Linked DNA regions of Mus musculus: regions 1 and 2 are each linked to region 3. Evidence: chromatin contacts called from public HiChIP or PLAC-seq data. All regions are on one chromosome and are shown on one strand. The core of a region is the stretch at or near the end of the contact, and the rest is flanking DNA. Distances in the headings are between cores, read along the strand shown.

The links. HiChIP or PLAC-seq counts read pairs in DNA pulled down with a chosen protein or histone mark.
Region 1: a contact with region 3 is called in an H3K4me3 HiChIP or PLAC-seq map of neural tube, with 7 times the contacts expected there. The contact joins the enhancer-like site here to the promoter of Fgf12 in region 3. A contact is called at or near these places in 5 of 39 promoter capture datasets (cranial neural crest, frontonasal cranial neural crest, hippocampal neurons and 2 more), 1 of 484 Hi-C or Micro-C datasets (cerebral cortex) and 10 of 115 datasets of contacts at active chromatin or transcription factors (SST interneurons, VIP interneurons, astrocytes and 6 more).
Region 2: a contact with region 3 is called in an H3K4me3 HiChIP or PLAC-seq map of embryonic basal ganglia, with 5 times the contacts expected there. The contact joins the enhancer-like site here to the promoter of Fgf12 in region 3. A contact is called at or near these places in 4 of 39 promoter capture datasets (cranial neural crest, frontonasal cranial neural crest, maxillary cranial neural crest and 1 more), 2 of 484 Hi-C or Micro-C datasets (both in cerebral cortex), 11 of 115 datasets of contacts at active chromatin or transcription factors (SST interneurons, VIP interneurons, craniofacial prominence and 8 more) and 2 of 9 other capture datasets (embryonic tail and embryonic trunk).

Annotation. Positions count from the first base shown.
Region 1 is chr16:27,522,718-27,525,417 of GRCm38.p6, forward strand. No RefSeq gene overlaps it. Among named protein-coding and RNA genes, the nearest start is that of Gm32356, 57 kb to the left of the region's middle. Within about 2 kb of position 1,279, at least 85 of the 459 cell types and tissues checked have an H3K27ac peak or open chromatin away from gene starts, as enhancers often do. A contact at or near this core is called in SST interneurons, VIP interneurons, cerebral cortex and 5 more, where this site is marked.
Region 2 is chr16:27,452,363-27,455,062 of GRCm38.p6, forward strand. No RefSeq gene overlaps it. Among named protein-coding and RNA genes, the nearest start is that of Gm32356, 14 kb to the right of the region's middle. Within about 2 kb of position 1,314, at least 4 of the 459 cell types and tissues checked have an H3K27ac peak or open chromatin away from gene starts, as enhancers often do. A contact at or near this core is called in embryonic basal ganglia, where this site is marked.
Region 3 is chr16:28,444,817-28,447,516 of GRCm38.p6, forward strand. Fgf12 (fibroblast growth factor 12) reads right to left here and starts at 1,259. Exons shown (of 5, transcript NM_183064.5): 1 at 177-1,259. The coding sequence starts at 375.

The sequences.
Region 1 (2,700 bases), core at 29-2,528, 920 kb before region 3:
TCAGCCATTTTCCAAATACTACCCAGAGTGCTTTGCTCGTATTGAGTTCATTTTCCTTCCCCACAGCAACCTGTAAGACATACTATTAGGAAAGCAATTCTAAGTTGAGGAACTGAGGTGTAGACCTCCTCATTTACAATGCTCCTTCTCAGGAGAGTGACTGAGCACTCTATGTTTAAAGTCCATGTTTCTCTCTACAGGGCAAGGCCGCTGCTTATGTGGGCCAATCAGTTGTTCAGCAAGCTCCTGTTGAAACCTACAAGAGTAGACTGTTGAGTTCTGCCAACATAGCATTTCTGCTTCTGGGTCTTGAATCTAGAAGCTTGATGCGTAGTGGCTATGGCTGTGTGAAGTAGACACAGAGTGGCAAAGGCAGCAGCAGCCACAGTATCAGTGGCCGTACTTGGGTACCATCAATTTTTAGCTCTCTGAGGACACTATTTATATTCAATTTTGAGCCACTCCAATTCATGATATAGGACAGTCAGCCATAACCTGTGCTATGTCTTCATCTGAGCTTTAGTTTGTTTTGCTGGAGAAGGAGGGGTGCTAGCATAGAAGACATCTAAAGCATCCATGCTTCAGTATCCGACCGAATTCAGTGGTCCTCACCCTTCCTAAATACTGGGGCCCTTTAATACAGTTTCCCATGTTGTGGTGACCCCCAGGCATTAAATCATTTCGTTGCTACTTCATAACAGTAATGTTGCAACTGTTTTGAGTCAAAATGTAAATATCTGTGTTTTCCAATGGTCTTACGTGAGCCATGTGAAAGGGTTCTTCAACCCGTAGGTTGCAATACACTGTCCTAGGTGTTAGCTAGCCTCTAGTTCAATTGGCCTGGAGATGAGCTGGAGGGTAGACATGGATAGATATCTGCACTGGGTTGTGAAGTCTGTGTGCATAACAGAGGGAGTCTGTTTTCCATCTTGCTGCTGACTTCTGTAGGCAGCTGAGGAGATTAGACCGTGGCCCAGCAAGTGAGAGTCTGCCTTGAGAAAATTTATAAGGCTTTTATATTTATTTAGAGAGCAGGAAGCCTAGCCCAGCTCCCTGCTGCATGAGGCACTGACAGGAGAATTTAAAAGGGCTGTTTCATTAATTTTGGAGGGAATTTATTGCTGACAAAAGACTACATTATTGATGGTGGGAAGGCAGCGCTAGCCTAGTATCTGGGGAGCTGCGTGGGAGAGCCGCCCCCGCTCCTGCCTGCAGCCTCCTTGGCTCAGCAGCCAGGGAAGCCCTTCCCAGGGGAGGACCAAGGAGTTCTTCTGGCTCAGCGCCTGCAGGCTGCCAGCGTTAGAAGGCACAGGCTTTGTCTGACTGCTGCTGCAGGCTGAGGAAGGACACTTAGAGGTCGCCTGCTCCATCCTGCCTGCTGCCTAGAGAGATCTTGTAAAATGACAGTGAGCAAGCTGGTTTACCCACGGTGATAGAAATCAGATCCTGCTTGTGGCTTCATCATGTCTCTCCGTGTTCTTACATAGCATTAAAACTTCCTAATCAACGGTGGCAGGATGCGCGTGGGCAGCTTTCTCTGTGTTCTTTGCACAGCACTAAACTTTGTTTCTCAAATAACGACAATAGCTCATGTTTTTACAGTTTTCAAGCCCCATGGAATGGAATTGGTCTCTAACTTGGATTTTTTATTTATTTATTTATTTTGTACTGAAGTAATAGAAAGGACCTCTGTGCATTAAGAGGTGTTTTAGCTGCTAGCAAAATGCTAGGCCCTGGAACAGATTCGAGGTGTGTTATCATCTTCAATGATAAATCAATTTTGTGAGGTTGACATCTAATCCTTCAGTAGCAGCTCGGTACAGCTAACGGGTGTGGTTGGGGGTCTCAGAGAAAGAAATCAGGAGGGAGGATTCCCCTGTGTTTTTATAGCCATTCTATGAACTTTGCAGGGCTGGTTGAGACTGATGGGATAAGCTTCTGGAATGTTCTACCTGGGTTCTTGAGGATGGGAAGATGGACCATTCTATCAGGAATAGGATACAGAGTGTGCCTCAGCCGAGAAATGAGAGGCAATGTTGTAAGCCTAGTTAGAACCAAGGCTAAGATGTATGTTCTCTAATATCTGTATAGAAATCTCTGCTTGAGTATTATTTCTATACATGTTGCATGTTTACATGCATTTACTAAGTATGTTATTATATGCACATGACACACCTTTGAATTACATATGCTTGTGTATACATAATCATACATGTTTATTCTTCTACTATCAAATGTTGGAGAATAAAGAGCTACCCAGAGCATGGTTAAAAAAGAAGTGGCTGTATATCTTCTATAAAAACTTAACAATAGGAGCTTTATTTAGACAACTGAGGACAGCCGTAGTAAATAGGTTTTACTTAGAGCACTGTGGTTCTGTTCTTTCCATGTAAAGATTTGACCCAGGCTGATTTTTAGGTTGGAGGTAATTATATTTAGGAAACTGAAGGTCAGAAAATGGAAAGAGAGACAGATCAGTATTCCAGAATCCTAGGTGTTTGAAGAAAAATAGCCTGGAAAAATGTACATTGGGCAAAACTTCACCTAAATTTCACCAAAGTTATTCACTATGAACATATACAGAAGATTTGCATGTCATGAAAGGTGCACTTCATTGCATTTAAAAGACATGAATTGTCTTGCTTCGGGAAATGCTCAAGGGTTTTCCTGTTATGTCCTTGTCCTCTGTGACTGTACAAT
Region 2 (2,700 bases), core at 64-2,563, 990 kb before region 3:
ATGGCTCACCATGTTCTTTAGTTGAACTTAATGCATACCAGTACACTGTAGAGTAAAAATTTCAACAAATAGTTCAGAATGTAAGTCATAAAAGTACCTCTATTTTGTGTGTGATGTTTGTTGACAGAGGTGATACATTCTGTGAAGGTTCACACAGTAACCCTCATGACTAAACTTGTCTCAGTACAAATCACCCTGTCTTGTTGAAACATAAGTGAGTTGTGAGGAAATGGAACCATCAGCTCACTAACATCTCGACAGTATTTTATCCATGTAAGAGTTGTCCTTTAATCTTACTGTCTAGACAACTGGTATAAAAGCGTTCAGAAATCTTTTAAAAGCCCAATGCTTTTTCGGTTACTACTGACTTTACTGTTAAATACCCCTGGGGATCCTCTGCAGTTAATTTCTTCTCCAGCAAATCTAATAGGAAATTATACTGGTTCACTTTTTGTCAACCTGACAGACACTACAGTCAGCTAAGAAGAGAGGCCTTGACTGAGGAAATGTCCCCATCAGATTATCCTTAGGCAAGTCCCTGATGGGAGCATTTGTTTGATTCACAATTATTGTGAGAAGGTCCAGGTCATTGTGAGTGTTGACATCCCTCTGCAGATGTGGGATGTATACGAAGTCAAATACTCTCGTTGTATCTTAAAGTCATCCATATATTAAATCAGATATAGTCTCATATTTACCAAATCACCAAGGACATCAAAGCAATTTTTATTTTTTTTTTCTTTTGATAAAATGGTACCAATAAATATTTTCAAAATACTAGCAGAATCTTGTCACTTTTGTGCTTTTGGGTTAAACACAAGCAACATGCACAGAGAAATTTCAAAAAGTTCAAAATGTAAATCATAAAAGCATCTCTAATTTGTGTAAGGTGGTGCCCCACACCTGAGACTTAGCAGAACTTTGAACTTCCAAACTAGGATTAAGAGTTTGAAATGATTTCACTGCAGTATAATTTATTAATAAATCCCAGCATGGAGTTACTACCCACCTCAGTGTTTTATGTTCCCAAATGAAAGACACACATACCCAGACATAGCCTTTATACTTTAATATACCTTAAGCAGCGTGCTGACTGGTCAACTGCCTGCCCTCCATGCTGTTAGCATCTACCTCCCACTGTACTCTGAGTTCCTAGTTACTGATTTCTATGTCTTGGCTGCTCCTAAATCCAGTCAGCCATTTGGGCCATTTTCTTGGCCCAGAGCCCAGGGCATACTCCTTGCTTCTCTACCCCATGGGCAGCTAAACCCTGCCTATGTCTCTCTTCTCCAGCTATTGGCTGCTGACAACTTTATTTACCAATCAGAATTAAGTGGGGACAGGTTCCAAGAAAATACATGCAGACCCTCGTGTGCAAACAGTTTTAGGAGACCCGATTAGCATTAAAATACATGTAGGTACATTTCTCCTTCATTTTAGGGGAGGAAATAACTAGTGTTATTGTATCTGGGTTTCATGCTTTGACATGCAAACAAAACAAAAGCAGCTGGGTATTACAGAAACATGAATCCTCCCTACCCCAATAGATTCAGTGTTGCTTCTGTATATATGACTTTAGGGTTGGCAGCTTTATATTGTGTAGTCAATTAGGGGCTCATTCACTGGTAGTTTCTAAGAGTTACACTGTTAATTCTGACAGACGCATGCTTTTGTAATTCTCTGTGAAGATAGGAACTCAGCTGTGCTACAGCTAAGGGCCATTCTTGGTACTTTGTTTTAGGAAAACTATATTCTGTGTATTCATGAGTGAAACTTGATTTTATTACTTTACATAAAAATTAGAAAATATGCTATCAAATATCCGTTAGCCATACAAACTACTGAGGAATATCTTAGTTGCATAATAATCTGCAGGGTATACTGGAAAAATAGATGGAGTTTCTATCACATATCCGAGAGTTGAGTAGAAGGATGATGTTCATATTTATATATAATAAATAATGATATACAATTGCCTATAATAAGAAAATTCAATAATGGTAACTAAAGAGAGGGAAGAAATTCTGTGGATTTATAGAAGCTACATACAGAATATTTCTGATTTTGAAAACTTTGATAGAGTTAGGTATCATAAATAATTATGAAGTAAATTTTTATAATTAGTAAATTGATATACAACAAAGAATTTCAACTCTCTATATCTAGGTACCTATGTTAGCCCTAAATTTAACTATCTTTGTCCCTATGTTTTATTTCTTTGCTTATTTTTCTATCTATAGCTATCTACCTATGTATATTTCACCCATCTACTTCTGTTTCCATGTATTTATATGTTATGCATCACTTCTCCCATTTATCTCTGCTTCTATGTTTGTATCATCCACATTTCTCTTCCTGTGTCTATATGATTCTTTGCTCCCATTTTTTTCTGCTGCTATTTATGTACCCATTTAGCCACAGCTCCCCTTTCTGTTTCTATATTCTCATGAATTCACAGACCCCCTTTTCTTCTGCCTCTTTCTGTATATCTTTCATCTCTACCAATTCTGTGTCACTCTGTCCATGTCCTTGGATATTTTAAAAGTATATTCAACATCATCACTTCTGATAATGCCAAACAAATGATTCAGGAGAAATAATCACTATTCATGGTCTTATTTGAGTTTTATAAAATACTGCCTAATACAACAAGGTTTCAGAAAAGAGTAGCTGGTCACTTTTGGGTGGCGGGAGGGGGGT
Region 3 (2,700 bases), core at 9-2,508:
GTGTTTTCCCGAATATGGGACAAGCTATTAACTGACACAGGGTTGTTGAAAGAAGGTGGGCCAGCATGGAAGAAAGGAATTCTGATTCCCATCCATGAGCAATTCCCAGAAGCTTTGAAGGAAGGGGATGGGGGGCGTCAGCCTCTGGGGAGCCCACTGATTTGACTGCTACTAACCTGGTCTCCGCCTCACTGGCCTCTTGCGGCCGCTGCAGAAGCGCACTTTGCTGAACACCCCGAGGACGTGCCTCTCACACAGGGAGCGCCCGTCTTTGCTGGGGCTGGAGCGGCGCTTGGAGGCCGACACCCGGTCGCTGTTGGACTCCCTCGCCTGCCGCTTCTGCCGGATCAAGGAGCTGGCTATCGCCGCAGCCATAGCTGCTCAGCGCGGGCCCGAGGCCCCGGGCTCCACTGCGCCCTCGGGTTCCTGCTCCGCCGGGATGAGGGCAGGACCTCGGGGGCCTGGAGGAATAGGACAGGCGCGGGGAGGCAGTGCTAATATTTGAGGAGGTTGCAGTATCGAAAACCTGGAGCCCACAAGGTTAGTCAGAGTCTGGGCAGTGGCAACAAAACGTGTGAAAATCCGGATGTAAACTTCCCCAACCACTGGCGGCGGGGGCGGGGCGGTCCCAGGCCTTCTTGCGAAGTAGACGTTTGCACCCCAAACTTGCACCCCAAAGCGATCCACGTCCAAAGGGCAGTAGGGAGTTTGGTCACACTGCGTTCAGGGTACCAAGTGGAAAGGGGGGAAAAGATGTCCAAAATAACAAGCTGTGCCCCGGTTGGAGAGGCGCAAGCGTTGTAAGGTGTCCAAAGTATACCTACACATATATACATAGAAACCCGTTTACAAGGCAGAGTCTGGACCGAGGCTAGAAGCGAGCCCCCAGCTTAAAAATATATATAGTAAAAAGTGAATAAAACGTTCCTTTAGAAAACGAACCACCAACCGCGACAGAGAAGAGGAAGGCAGCAATTTAACTCCCTGTGGCCCGCGGTTCTGAAGATTAGGAGGTCCGTCCCAGCTGGGTGAGGTCTACGAAATGCATCGCACCGGCTGCGGTTCTCCGGGGGCCGGCACCCCCACTTCTAGAATTCCAAGAGGCGAGAAGTGGGAGCGGTTAACCAGACTCGGGGTAGGGGCGCGGGGCGGGGCGGGAGGGGGGGTGCAGCTGTTTCCAGCTGCGGTGAGCGCGCCTCTCCTCCAGCAGCACTGCAAAGAGAGCGGGAGACGAGGGAGGGGGAGGGAGAGAGGGAGATCCTCGAGGGCCAAGCACCCCGGGGATCCGCGGGGTCCCGAGAGCAGGCGCTCCCGCTCTCACTGCCTGCGTTCCGGCATGAGACGGGCACAGTTGGTGATTATTTAGGAAATCCTAAATCTGGAATGACTCAGTAGTTTACAGAAGCCCCTCCAAAGGCAAAGCTGCCGAAGGTGTCCTCCCCAGCTCGGCGCCCACACGCCTTTCACCGGAGCTCCCTGCCACCGTGCGCCCGAGCCGCCGCACCAAGCCGGTCTCCGCACAGGCTCCGAGCGACCTGGGCAGCGAGGGACGGGCGCCCTGGCGGACTTGGGATCAGGTCATCGCCGCGCCTCCGGGACCCCAGGCTCACACGCCCCGGCGGTCGACAGCTCCCGGCCGCAGCTCAGATAGGGGTTACCCGGCCGCCGCTGGGCCGCTCGCTCGGTCCCGCGCCGCCCATCCCGGCCGTGGAAGGAAGTGACCGCGCGCTGCGAGCCCCCGCGCGTCCGCTCGGGTGGGGCGGGGGCTGGTGGAGGGCGACGTCGGCTCGCGGCGGCTGCGGCTCTGGGTCGCAGCTGCCCACCATGGTCTGGTGCCCGGGCGCAGGCAGGTTCCCTAGGCCGCCCTGGGAGACTGCGGGAGGTAGCCGCGCGTGCCACCTGGACTCCCCGGGCCGGGAGCGGACTCTGGGGCCGGGGACAGGAGGCAGGTGCCGGCGGCCACCAACTAGCCCAACTTGCTGCGCTGGCGGCGGCTGGGAGCCGCGGGATCGCGGGGCGCCCCCCGCCGCCTCCCCTAGACCGGGAGGGGGCGCTCAGGGCGGAGTCCCATTCATGGGCAGAAGCTCGGGGCGCCGCCGCGGGCTGTCTCCCCCAAAGCGCTAGCTCCGCAGGAAACTCCAGGCAGAGCCGACAGCAGCCTCTGAGAAGGCGAGTGGGACAGGGAGCAAGCAGAGGTTGGAGTTACTCTGGCTCTTAAGGAGCTGGGAAGCTTTCCTGGTGGGACTGAATTAGGGGCTGGGCTTGTGGAGAGCTGGAAAGAGCCGCGCTTGAGTCTTGCTCCCTTTTCTCGCGCCCACTGCTCCCAGACTCTCTCCTTCCTCCACCCCCCCCCCCGACACCCTTCTCCCCCCTCTCTGTCTCTGTCTCTCCCCTTTTCTCCTCTCTACGCAATCCTACGTGATTGAGGTTTGGATGAGAAATTCACAGAGGCAGAGTGAGGGAACTGCAGCCTGGGTCTGCTGTGTCCAGTCCCTACCCACCCCACCCCCCACCCCCAAGAGAAGCACACACATCCACTGGCTTGTTGAAGGACCCTGGGTGAGCAGAGAAGAGAATGGTGCAGGAAACAGAGGTGCCATCTGCCCCCTCGCCAGTGACCAGAAGCATGTAGCATTCTCCAGGAAGGAAGTGCACACTGGATAAAGTAGCAATGACCTCCCGGTCTCCCATACTGCACAC